2 separate regions of the Capsicum annuum genome follow, and region 2 is linked to region 1. A link is a contact called in public Hi-C data. All regions are on one chromosome and are shown on one strand. Each heading gives the region's core, a stretch centred on a gene start, on an enhancer-like site or on the middle of the called end of the contact. The rest is flanking DNA. Distances are from core to core; before and after follow the strand shown.

Evidence for each region. Hi-C and Micro-C count contacts between places; a contact is called where the count stands out from the background.
Region 2: a contact with region 1 is called in a Hi-C map of leaf, with 2.9 times the contacts expected there. The contact joins the enhancer-like site here to the promoter of LOC107842291 in region 1. A contact is called at or near these places in 3 of 5 Hi-C or Micro-C datasets (bud, leaf and placenta).

The regions. Positions count from the first base shown.
Region 1 is chr1:178,771,255-178,778,473 of UCD10Xv1.1, forward strand. It overlaps LOC107842291, which reads right to left and starts at 4,568. Exons shown (of 12, transcript XM_016686055.2): 1 at 4,091-4,568; 2 at 774-957. The coding sequence starts at 4,407. TRNAR-UCU (a tRNA gene) reads left to right here and starts at 1,881; the gene lies at 1,881-1,957.
Region 2 is chr1:178,840,492-178,847,710 of UCD10Xv1.1, forward strand. LOC107842271 reads left to right here. Exons shown (of 5, transcript XR_007052848.1): 4 at 1-2,581; 5 at 5,410-5,812. Among protein-coding and RNA genes, the nearest start is that of LOC107842250, 8.6 kb to the right of the region's middle. Within about 2 kb of position 4,335, at least 3 of the 5 cell types and tissues checked have an H3K27ac peak or open chromatin away from gene starts, as enhancers often do. A contact at or near this core is called in leaf, where this site is marked.

The DNA of each region.
Region 1 (7,219 bases), core at 3,318-5,817:
TGTTATCTTTATGTTGTAGTATAAATACATGTATCTGCAGAATTCATAACCAGAGAAGTAGTATTATTAATTTGTATTTGGAGAATTGTCCACTCCATACGGACATACTTATTGGTTAATGCATTGTTTAAGATCCTTGACCTTTATTTAACCAGTAAATTTTCATTTCATTCTCTTCTTCATGTTAGTTTCTATCATTGGCTAAGTTTACAAATCCTTTTTCCTCGTGAGAAGCTTTAAAATAAAATATTCGGAAGGACTAAACACTTAGGGGACGTTTGCTATGAGGGATAAGGGATAATAATCCTAGGATAAAATACATGATTTTTTAATCCTGCGTTTGGTTAGGGGTATCAGTTAGTCCCGAGATTATTTATCCCCCATTTATGTTATAATGATGGGATAAGTTATCCCATGCATATGGTGGGAATCCTTTGTCTATCCCATCCCTATACCAAACTACCCCTTAAACATAATAGTGAAGATATATAACAACTGGTATCTAAGAGATATTAGAATAAAGATGTATTTTTTTAATAAAACACTTTTTTTATTTCAACATACCCTCGGAAGAGTTTCTGCAAATAATCATGCACGAAGTTCCGACAGATATTTGACATACAGAAAATCGATTCCACCGTAACAATTTGCAGATTATTACATACGTCTTGGCAAAAGTAATCATGACTCCATCCCTTTTACTAGACCAAACCAATGACAATTTCCAGGACACAAGACTGATTATAAGCCATTATATGTTTCACATTTCAAACCTGAAGATCAAGAAAGGATGCAGCAGCAAGAACGCGGAATGCATTATTATCATTTAGCTTAGGATGGTGTCCATACAGATATGCTAAAGCTACTGCAATAGCCTCCCCATTGACATTGCTATCATCCACTGTCAAGGTCAAAACTGGAGCTTTGGCTTCTTTCCATGGCCCCTGAAGCATATTCCTGCTCATTAAAGAAGTACATAAACTAGAGTTCAAGGTGGTTTATTTACTTGTATGCAGAGGCCAAATAATAATTGTGTATAAAATGCAGCTAAATATGAAAGCACAGAATGTAAATAAATATAACTTGCTAAACCCCACCAACCTTTCCCCGAATCTCTTTCTCCCCTGGTGTTTGGCCCTCCAACCTCGTGTTTGGAGGCGGAGGCACGTCCAGGATTTGAAAGGTTACGGCTGTCGAACCACATTGTTATTTACAAGGTCCAAATAGGGTAAACATTTGATCTGTTTATCAATTTTGGGCGTTGAATCTAGGTCATTCGTCTTTTCGATTTATATATAGACAAATCGATTAGAAGAAAAAAATTATGACAACTTAGCGCAAAGGAAAAAACTTCAACAATATTAGTAATATCATAACTATAAATCATTCATTTATAATTGTGCTCGGCAAGTGTTTATATTCTAAAAAGGACTCAATGATGACATAATTATTTATATTATATAAATGCTTCATAGTTTATGTAACAAAAAATCTAAAGAGACCGAAGAAATCAACTGAAATTTCAGTCTAGTTTCCATGTCATCCTTTGTGGCAATATTCCATTTTGATAATTAAATCTTCAACAAGATTTAAATTTTCATAGTTAAACTAATTTTTTTCATATACATCCAAATGATTTAAATAATAAAACAAAGAGTGAGAGAAACTTCCTGTATGGGTTTCTGAAATTTAGACAAAGCAAGAGGAGAAAAAAATTGTTGAAATAAGGAAATTATTTCCATTTCAAGCTTAAAACAAAACAAAAGAAAATGAAGTCAGAAAAGTTAACAAACGAAAAAGATTAACAAAATTAAATCAGAAACTTATACGATTAAACTATCTACGTACTAACTACAATACTAATATATTTAAAGCTTGTTGCCCCCATGGCCTAATGGATAAGGTGCTTGACTTCTAATCAAGCGATTGTGGGTTCGAGTCCCACTGGGGTTGAGCTATATTTGTGCAGCAGAAACCAAAAAGGAAGAAAAAACTCTAACATAAAAAAGTTCTAAAAAAGTATGTCAACATGGAATCAAACTCGCACACTCAAGGAAACTAATTTGACCCTTAGCCGCTGGCGCCATCTGCTCTCTATGACTGCAGGCGGCACTAAGAAAGTTTGACATATATCTTATACATATATATACATAATTTCAACGAGGGTGTCCGGATGTCGTGGCACTCACACACTTCTGCATAGATCCACCCCTATTTGGAGATGGATGGCCCTTTCCACTGGGCACTAATAATGAACCTTATTAGGAAACATACAACAAACAGCTTTGGCACTTCTACATGCATGTACATATTGACAAGAGAATTGTGATTAGGGATACAAGGTGCAGGTTCATTTACATGACCATAATTTGTCAGGATGGTAAGTTTTATAATGATGGTAAGCACGTAGCCTGTCATCAAACATGCATTAAAGGAGACCAGACAGCATGCGGTCTTCAATTACAAATTTTAACCAAGTGGATGTTGCTATTAAATGATTGCAGGAAATATACATGAGGACCTTGAGTATACTTGAAGTGGAACAAGTGCAAGAGGAGTTATGGATACACGAAGCTAGTATTTTTGACGCGCTGATTTGTCAGTTGCAAAGCAACAAAACTCAAACTATTACTTCTTCCTTCCCCAAAAGAATGACAGCATTTAGAGGCAGAGGATTAACATATCTAATTTCAGTGTGATTCCGATATAGATTTATAAATTTTCTTTAAATAAAATGTACATATTTAGATACTAGATTAAATGTACTGAAGATCACATTTCTTATAGAAATATTTTTATAACTAAAAATTCTATTGCGATTATCCAAATAGAGTTAGAAAATTAGAAATAATGCAATTTCTTTTTTTTGGGTGGGGGGCATGGAGTAACAGATACTGAGAAAAAAACACCATGATAGTAGCCATGAAACATCAAACCTTCAGCAGAATAGACAACCATGAAGCAAACAGCAAAAACTTCTATACTTTTCCAACGGAATTAGCCAACTAAATCATATCCAAGAAGAAAAAGAAAAGCCCCACAAAAAATGGAGTTGAAGGGTGCAATATGAGACCCAAAACCTCGAACGTAAATCATGAAGTAAAAGCTAAGGAATCTGAAGTACTCTTTTAATGTGCGCTTTAGTGTCATCAAAGTTCCAGAAATACTTTCCCTTGCCAATGAGCCTTCTATGAAGAGGCATATAAACAATTGGAATTTCACTTTATCAATATTTTTTTCAATTTCTCTGTTCAAATATTTGTCATTCATGCTTATAATTATTAGTCTTGGACTAAACATATAAATTTGTATTTTTCTCCCTTTGCGCTTAAAGCCCTAACGGATCTTAGAGCTTAGGGACAGACCTATGTGCAATTTTGTGGTGCTTCGGTACCCGTTAAACCTGACGCAGACTAGGTATAATTATATATGAAATGTATAAAAATTGGTATAGGATTTAAAAAAGCGCCCTTGAAACCAAGAAGTTGCCTAGGTGCTTTGGTTTCCAGGTGGGACCTTAAAACTTAGGGCGTCAATATGTGTGATTGAACCTCCCGGGCACCACGACTCCTAAATCCTGGTTCCATCGCCACTGTTAAAGCTCTTATGGAATTTTTGTTTTTGATAGCACTGTGTAAATAGAAAAAATACACCCCACCAAGAATGAAACTTTTCTACTCTATAACTGAAAATTAATGGAGAGAGCCAAACCAAATTATAATCAGAAATAAAAACCCACCAAAAGCACCACACCTTCTGCCAAATTACAGAAAGTTTTGTACTTGTCGTTGCAAATGCAAGTAAAATGATACTCGCACTGTCCCATTTTATGTGGCAGCCTTTCATTTTTAGCCCGTCCCCAAAAATAATGTCACCTTACTATACTTAGAAACAAATATCTGTTGGCAACCATGGCATAAAAAGGCTAAATGGTGCACTTGTTTGAGTGTTCGAGCCATTTATTTAGAAAACCAGGGATGAATTCTCACTAAATGCACTTTTTTCGCATCCATGTTCTAAAAATCCAAAATTCGCCTCTGAAAGCAAGTAAAATAATACTAGTATAATGAAAGTAAAGGGGTGTAAGAACCTGAAATAAGAACTACGGGAAAGGATAAGACGATGAAGGTGATAAGTAGAACCCATAGCTTGAACAATGACATCAGAAAATGAGCCATCATTAAACCCTTCCAATTGAATATGATCACATAGGGATGTTAGGTTACAATCCAATGCTCGAAGTTCATTGCTACTCTGGTCGTTATCTGAGTGTTGTGACTGTAATTGACTTGACGTTTGTCTTGTCGTTTCCATAGCTAATGATCCTCCTCCTCCGGTGCCGGTGCCGGTGCCGGTGCCGCTTCCGACATATGTTCTCTGCTGCCGGTTAGGGTACTGTTGTTCCATTTTTATATACCCAAATGGGTATCGATCCGAAGAAATGGAGGTATCGGAAATTTTTGGAATTCAGACAGGAAAAAGGAAAAAGTGTTGGCTTGTAAGTTTGGGAAAGCAAAAAAAAGATTAAAAAAAAAAAAAAAATCTCTTATGGCTTTGCTAGAAACAAATGAGATTTTTTTTTAATTTCTATTTTGACATATAATTAAACAAATTGACCATTTGGTCAGAGGGTGTGTTTGGTACGAATGAAAACATTTTTTGGAAAATATTTTTTCAATTTTCTCATGTTTGGTTGACTTAAAAGGTTTTAAAAAATGTTTTCCAAATCAATTCATTTTCCTTAAATATAAGGAAAATAACTTCTTTTCAAAAAGTAAAAAAAATATTTTTCAAAACTCTCTTTCAATCTCTCTCTTAAATTGAAATATTCATACAACTTTCAAAATCACTCATCTCTACTCCGACCCTCAATCCCCACCCTCACCCCTACCTTGCCCCTACCACTCCTATTAAAAAAAATATTTTAAATTTTTTTCTTACCTCACCCCTTACCCAAAACTCAAAACCCTACTCCCTTCCGCTTTCCAAAAAAAATAAATTATTTTTTTTAAAAAAAATCAAACTTTTTTCTTACCTCCCCTACCCCAACATCCTACCAACCTCCTCTCACCTACCCCTTCAAGAAAATTAAATTTTTTAAATTTATTTTTGAAAAATTTTAATTTTTTCCTTACCCCACCTCACTCCCCTACCCCTACCCCACGCCCTACCACCCCATCCAAAAAAAATATTTCAAATTTTTTTCTTACTCGACTCATACTCCCCTACCCCCAAACCCACCTCCTAACAAGCCCCCCAACCCCCCCCCCAAAAAAAAATTAATTTGTTTTTTACAAAAATTAAAATTATTTTCTTACCCATCCTTACTACCTATTTTGACAACCCCAACCAAACCTACCAACCCCTCTCCAAAAAAAAAATTAATATTTTTAATTTATTTTTTAAAAATAGTTCAAAACTTTTTTCTTATCCCACCCTTTTTATCATATTCGTTTTCATTGTTTTTGTTAAATATATACAAATACTTTTAAAAAATATATATTTATCCAATTTGCATAACAAACACACAAATATAATTAAGAAACAATTTATTTTTCTATAAAATATTTCTCCTCCTTCATTCGAACACATCCTAAAACAATATTTTTTGAGATCAAAAATTATTTTTTAAAAATGTATTTTTACGCTTTACCTAAACATTAAAATGTATTTTTTAAAAAATATTTTTTCATTCACCAACAGAGCACTACAAAATATTTTTCGGAAAATATTTTTCTTCGTACCAAACACACCCATAATTCCTAACCAAAATAGCTAAATTATGTATTTATTATTCTAATAACTCGCCCTTCGGTTCCCGTAGCTTCAACAAACTGTCAATGGCGACCAAAAAAACATTTTTCGACGGATCAGAATGGATTGACCAAGCTACGCTCTATTAAAACCTTATTTGCGTGGAATGAATTGATTTGAAACTGTTTAGAGGAAAATTTGAATCGATGCTCATTAAAATTTGTCATTCAAGAATTTTGAAGCTTAAATTTTAAAACTTGGCCTACTACTAGTGTGAATTTCTTTGAGTGAAATAATATATCAAAAGAATTGAGACATCGAAAAAACTTATATCTAAAATTTGAGTTGATATCCATTGAAATCCGTCATTTTGAAATTTGACCTATTGCAAACAGGATCATTCTGAGTAATAATATATCAAAAGATTGGAAAACATCGAGAGTAGCTCATATCTAAAATTTAAAATTGTTTAGAGGAGATTTAAGCTTATCGGAACTAAAAAAAAAAAAAAAAACTAATTCATTGAAAAAGATAAACTACTATAGTGAATAAACGTTGTATAATCGTGTAATGTATTGTATGTATATATATCTTTGATACACCGCTATATATCATATAAATACTTGATTTTATATATAAATACACACAGACATTACATATACACGTGGTCATTAGCTGAAAGTTTGTTGTTTTACGGTTCATTTGTATAGGATACACCTTTTTCGTTCAACAATTTTTTCTATTAAATGTGATATATTAAATATTTTTAATTTATACCCATCAGTTTCATCCTGAACTAATTTTGAAAAGTCATTTACACACTTACGTCTATGTGGCATGTGTGCAATCCAAATATTTTGGGCGCATACAGATATAATGTATATAAAAAAAGTTAACTAAAAATAAAGTTAAGTGCACACATGTTATTTTTCTAGCGGATGTTATGAAGCTAATTATCATTAATTTGCTAATTTTTATAGGCTTCTTTTTCTTTTCACTTTTTGGTAAATAATTTCTTTTCTTTTGCTTATTTTTTTTCCTTCCTCTTTCATCATTTTCACTGTACTTGATACCCATTAATGACCATCAAAATGTCCACCACGTCCAACCACCAAAACATTCACCAAGTGCACCTTCCTTTTTTCCCTCTAGAATTCAGTTAATTTACTTAAAATGGAAAGTGAATCATCAGCAAAAGATTAGAAAATATTGATCCTAACAATCATCGAAAAAGACTGAAAAACTCATTGAAGTTTTGCCAGAAAATCTTACTAGAAAGTTTACGGTTTTGACGAAATTTCTTTGACCTTCATCATTTCATTTTCTATTCCTCAAAGCACATAGAAAAACACCTTTCTCAAATCTTTCTCATTGTAATTCAATTTCAAGATCTAAAAGTATCGATTGAAAAGTTTTCACCTTCATCGGAGAATAATATTTCAGCGAACTTCACTTTTGCCTTTAT
Region 2 (7,219 bases), core at 3,085-5,584, 69 kb after region 1:
AACTTCTGAAGTTGTTGCTTCGATCCTTCCAGGAGAACGAATAACTCATTCACACTTTAAGATTCCAATTAATATTGATGAAAAGTTCTCTTGTAATATCGGCAAACAAAGTTCACTGGCATCTTTGATTCATGATGAAAAATTGATTGTGTGGGATGAAGTATCGATAAAAAAAAAATATGATTGATGCATCTAATTCTCTTTTGAAATATATAATGGATTCAAATATGTTATCTGGTGAAAAAGTTGTCGTGTTTGGAGGAGATTTTAGACAAACTCTTCTTGTCGTTCGAGGTGGCCGAAAAGAAGACTTTATTCGAGAAAGTATATTGTATTCAGAAATATGGAACTACCTTGAGAAACTTCGATTATTAGAAAATATGCGCTCTAAAACTGATGCCTCTTTTTGTGAGTACCTAATGCGGATAGGAAATGGATAAGAAAATACTAACATAAATGGTAAAATAACTATCCCAAACTATTTCATTGTTCCATAAACCACTGAAAAAGAATCATTAGATCTTCTTTTCAAAATAATATATCCTAATTTTCACACATCTTTTGAAGATTTAAGTTTTCTAACATCCTGTGTTATCTTAACAACAAAAAATGACTTCGTTGATGAGTTAAATGATAGACTTATAAGTCAATCTCCTAAAGATTCTAAGATATTTGTTGCAATTGATGAAACTATTGAGCAAAATGATCAAAGTGAGTTTGAGGATTTTATGCATTCATTTAACCCTCCTGGTCTGTCTCCTTACAAATTAACCTTAAAAGAAAATTGTCCTATTATTTAATTGAGAAATTTAAATCCTTGTGAAGGATTATACAATAGTACACGATTGATATGTTGTGATTTTAAGAGTCACGTTATAAGTACAAAACTTGCCAGTGGTGATTTTAAGAATGTACATGTATTTATTTTAAGGATACCGTTGTTATCTTCGGATGATGAAAAATTGCCTATTCCTTTAAAAAACACAATTTTCAGTTCGACTGTGTTTTGCTATGACAATTAATAAAGCTCAAGGACAAATATTAGATTATATTGGAATTTATTTACGTGAGCCTGTCTTTTCACATGATCAATTAAATGTTACTTTATCGAGAGCGAAAAATTCAAACTGCATAAAAATATTAATTCAACCACCTACTGCTGATAATGATGATGACCAGTCTACTTACAATATAGTAGTATATGATGAAATCATTTCTAAAGCTCTTCTTTAACTTAATATATATCTACATTCAGATTTAAATAAAATTAACAAAACATTAGAAAATTTCTCGACCAACACGTTACATAATTTATCTTGATATTTTTCTTGATATTGCTAACACTATTTGCTCATTATACTAATAAAAGACAACTCCTTTGCACCTTCATCGCTTTTTTTTTATATTTAATTTTGAAATTACAAAAAGATTGAATTTTTTTGATAATTTTGATTTAATACATTGATCTGAGTATTGTTTTAGAATTCTTGTGTATCTAAGTCTGCAATTAGAGGAAAACAATGATACAGAAGTTCTAATTAGCAGACACAGTCTTGCTTATGACTCCTACATAGAATAATAGAAGATATAGAGGTAAAGACATTGTATATAATTGAATATAGAATAATAGAAGATATAGAGGTAAAGACATTGTATATAATTGAAAAAAGTAAGTTGACAGCAAAAGTAAAAATTCAATCAGCTGGGTAAAGAAAATAAAGAAGTTGATGGAGATGGTATGGTTGAAATCCTTATATAAGAAATTGTTGCTGATATTGGAAGCAACACCAACTCAACAGCGATGCATGTACTGTTTGTGAGTTCTGTTTAGTGGTTGATCTGGTTTTGTGTTTCAGAGTTTGATTTGCTTATGATTCTAAGGATAATAGGGATTTTTCGATAACCACATGGAATGATTAACAATGACTTGCTAATTTGTTTATCTATGCTTCAATTAGGATTTGGCAAAATCGAGTTTAAATTTGAAAGACCTTTCTTTATTTTCAGACCAAGAACGGGTAAGAATGAATTCAAAAAGGAAATCTTTCTTGAATTGCAATCTTTTAAATTTTATTAGGTACTTTTTCCGGTGTTTGTATCAGTAAAAATGGTATCTTTATTGCGGAGTTGCTCATCTAAGATGGGCTAAGAATTTGGTGGAAACATCTCATGTGGGCATGACGCAAGTAACATTATCTTTTTTCTTTTGTTCTATTGCTTTGATTTTTATAGTTAGAAGTTCGTTCTGGATTCTGCATGAATTTTAAATTTATATTCAAGTGTACTTTAGACTGTAAATGATGGAGGGAATTATGACGTGTTAATCATAAAATTAGCGATTGAAACAATTGGCTATCTAGATTTTTTCCATGTCCACTGTCTTCTACTTTGTTTTTCTTCTTCTTCCCGTCTTAGTTTGGACTGTGTTCTTCCACTCAGTTTTTCTCATTTTGTTTGCAATTATTTTGCCTAATTTATTTTTTTATCTGTTCGTGGCTTTAAAAATTGACGATGCTAAAAACAAGGCCCTTGAAGTCGTGGGTGGTGAAAGGATATACTAAATAACTGACAAGCCCAAAAGGTAATCTTTTCTACTCTTACAAAATAAAGATATGTCTTTTTACATTGGTCGTACGCCTTCTAAGGTAAGCCTTTTTTGTGTGTGAAATTTTTATTTGATTTTATTTTTTGTACAGACCTATTTTTGTTAATTGTGTTGATTGTTGTATTTTTGTTAATTTGAAGAGTAGTTGTAGAAGAGATTTTGTGTGGATGTGACAATAGAGAAATCTTCTTGCTGAAAATTGAAAATATATTTTTGGTGGTTTGAATTGTCAGGTATATTTATCAATGTGTTCTTGCTTTAGAAAATTTACTATTTTACTTGTTTATTTTTGTTGTATGTCTTGATAAATGTTGTGTCATAATATTAAAATTCTGATTTTGTCAATGTGTAAACATTAAACCAATTTCATCATGTTTCTAGGTGATATGTGTATGTTGTAGCACAGAAGCCATATGCAAGTTGCAGTTCAATATGGTTTTGATGTTATTGCAAGATTAGGTTGTAATTTGATTTTACTACAACAAGGTATTTGCTAAAACTAGAGTGTTAACGCGTGCTAGCTACTGCAACCATAAACCCCAAGATCAGATTTTCATTAATGCAAGGCCAACTAGGTAGGTGGAACAGTATTTTGTTTTTGTTTCCTCTTTTTCTGAGGTGAAGATAGGAAAAAATTAGTTGCAGGAGAAACGTTTCTACTTTTAAGTTCTCAAAAATAATAAAATAATTATTCTGCATGATTAGTAAAAAATGAAAAAATCCATAGATTTTCTGTAGAAATTTTGGGATGTGGTTACACAGTTGGAGAACAAAAGAAAGTAAAAATTAATCTTCTGTGCTACTGCTGTTTAGATGCTTCAAGAGGTTGAAGTTAGTTAATCATGACCAAAAGATATGCACAAATTTTTATAAATTATTTGTCACAAGGAGTTCAGTGCTCTTCCGTGGGTATCACTTTCTATTCTAGAGCCATGTCAGATTTAACCAAGATATGATAAGATATTAGGATTACAAACCATTAGTGAAGGATAAAATTGTTTATCCTGCCTTCTACATAAAGAGTGTTGTTGTTTATCCACTTATTTGTGCTCTATTTGCATCCCGTTGTTCCTTGCAACTATAATGAGTCAAACACGTGGAGAAATTATAACTTGAACGGCACATCAATTTGTGCATATTGGTTGCGGTGCTCTCCTAGAAATACCCTCCCAATGCCAACATTTTTTTGAAAATATTTTTGGTCCCTAAGGACATGATTATATTTTTAATTAGCTTATTGTGTGAAAAGCCTAGACACGAATACATCATATAATTTTAAAGAGTGTGTTCCATATCTAATACTCCCTCCATTTCAAAAATTATGACATACTTTTCTTTTTATTTCGTTTCAAAAGAATGACCCCTTTCCTGAAGTCTTTTTTATTTTCTTAAACTCTGTGCAAGTGCCTGCTCGAGATGTTCATAATACATTTAGATTATAATATCCAAAAAGAAGCCACACTTCACCTTGCGCTTCGAATTCGTGGAGGTGACCACTGAGAATGCAGTTCTTTTATAGCTGTTGTAAGTTGTGTTTGTTCTGATGGCTCCATTCTTTCATGTATGAAAGATTGTGTAACAAGATTTGTTGATTTTGAAGTAGTCTCCTGTTGAATGACAAATTTTAAGCTGGTTTGATGATATGATGATTTTTTTTGTTCCTTTTCCTATTTTCTGCCCGAAGTTTGAGATTTTTCTGCTTGTTGACTAAATGTCGTGTTCTCATCTCACTCCTGTCCCCCAATTGGCTTTGCTTCATATCTCAATTAACATTCCACACATTGAGCAAAGGAGCTTCGTCCACTTACAGCAGCTGCTGAAAAACTTAATACAATCATGACTACAAATTGTAATTCATTACTGGTTTTTGGATAAACATAATATTCCTACTGCCAGAGCCAAATGTACCCATTTTTTTTACATGTTTGTCATACTTCTGGCAAAACAACAATCCCACCTTGTCCAAATGATACGAACAAAGTGACCAGTCTTTTTGCGGAGGCAGCAAATGGATGGTAAGGCATTGAAATTGAACTAGCAGAAGTTGAAATTCGTAGCTACAACAGCAGAAGTGGAGAAAAGAAGTTTAAATCATGTCCTGTTCTGAATGAAAATGGTGTCAATTTAATGTTTGCACTTGGATATCGCTGAGTTAACAACTTCTTTGTTGTCTAGGAAATGTTTTATGTTTATGCATCGTTGTAATATTATCGCCAAATATGTCAAATAATTATCCCAGGAAGAGCTTGATATAGCTTTAACACAAAAGCCTCAACCATCTAGTAATTAGATTAACTATCGCCGTTATAACTCGCCTCTTACACCAAGTATTATAATCACCATCGCTATAGATAATCTCTACTATCACTACCGAACATAAAAATTATATTAGTTAAAATATTTAATTACTTTTTAACTAGTTTATTTATTTAATATGTTTACAAATAAATGAATCGAAAAAATGATGATAAATGATGCGTATATATTCTCTGTTATACTTGAGTATAGATATACCCCTACCATCAATAAAATGGTACATATATGCCACTCACACTAACAGTAGCGACATATGTGTACCCAACGTATGACGGAGGGTATATACGTACCATTTATTATAATTTGGGGATATATTTGTCCTTTTTATTTTAATTTTTATATCCCAAGTAATTAACTCAAATACACTACCGATTCAAGAAATCCATCGAGTCCGATTTCAAACCAACTCGATCCAATTTCTATTTTTTATTCCAAATTCGATACTCCCTCTGTTTTTCTCTTAAACGTGAACCCTAATCAAATTATAGTGATTGGTCATTGATGCAAGTTTGGTGTTTACTGGATGAAGGGAGTGGAGATTGTCCAAAGGTGGCCAGAACTAGAGGTGACGTGATAGATCACCGGTGGGGCGTTTTCAGTTCGACGGAGACGATGTCTATGTGGTGTTGACTATCAGCGGGTATTGTTTTTGAGATGGAGTTTTTCTTAAAATTAAAATGTGAGAGGTTCAATGTATTTGGTGTTATTTTTGGGTGTCTGGTTGAATGACTTTTTTTTAAAAAAAATTGATAGTAATGGAGTGAAGTTTATGGATATATTTGTTCAATAGAAATGGAGGAGATGGTGTAATTAGTTGTTATTAATTGTATTATTGTTATTGCTCATGTATTATTGTTGGTGTTAATGGAGGAGCAGAAGAGAGTTGTTATTCCTGATAGGTGTTACTGTATTGGGTGTGTATATTGTTATAGGAGTAAAAAAAATGTGTTTGTTAGATAGACGTATTTTAAATTTTAATGGGATCGGATTGGGTAGTGGATTTATTTCGGATTGTGAGTTTGAATTAATTATTTGAAAAAAAAGTTTAAATAAAAAAGAGATAAATATATTCCCGAACTATGATTAATGATACATATACACCCTCAGTTATATATTTGGATGCAGATCGAGGTATATACATACTATTTTATCAACGATATGGGCATGTGTGTACCCAAAACATGACAAAGAGTATAAACATTCAATTTATCATAGTTTGGAGGTAAATTTATCTCTTTTTCGTAAATGAATTGTGTACATTCAAGTGTTTAAAAACAAACCATCTTAATAATCAAAGTTTAAAGCCTTCAAACTTATCCGCACAACTTATTTTTGACCTTTAATTCCACAGACAATTATTTACCTCTTTTAACAACTTTATAGTAAATTAAATATCACCGCAAGAATATAATACCGTTCTCACAAAGAAAGGTGTATTACACACACGCCACATCACTACCACATAAAAAAATATTTTCATATATATATAATAATAAAAACGAAAAAAAAAAATCACTTTCTCCCCCCCACCCTCCATTATTGCCATATATATATATATATATATATATATCACACAATTCCACACACTACAACAACACTAAAAATTGTCACCCTTCACCTGGTGCACATAAAACAACAATCACACCTGCATATTAACAGACCCATTTGAATTTTCTTTCTCTTGAACGACAATTGATAGAGAGAAGAAAACAATCGACCAATTCATCTCCTCCATCAAAGATTAGGCTCATCACTGCCTCACCATTGCCACCATTAATACACCAACCAATTTCACCCATCCACACTCACGGCCAATCGACTTCATCCATTGACACCCTTAAAACACCTATTTTTCAACATAATTAAAATCAAGAAAATTAAAGAAAACTAGAATTGTAAGGGTAGAAACCAATATGATTGTGATTGTGAATTTATTGATATATTAAAATTCAGTTCAACAATTTACAAAAACAATCAGATGTGATTATAAATTTGTTGACAAATTTCAATTGCATTTTTCAACTCAACAATTTACAAAAGAAATCAACTTTTTCTCCTCTCTTCCTTTGTCACTCAAAGAGCAAGAGAGAGAGAGAGAGAGAGAGAGCGCGAGCGCGAGAGGGGGGGTAGGGTGAGGTAGGGGTGTTGGGGTTATAAAATTAATTAATCTCTGAGAAATGAAATAGGTGTTTTCGATTCTCAAAAGAGAAATTTCTATCCACCGATGGTTTGATTTAGTAATTCAAACAATTGAAATCAACACAAACTTTTAGTCTTTAATATCAAGAGGTTCGAGAT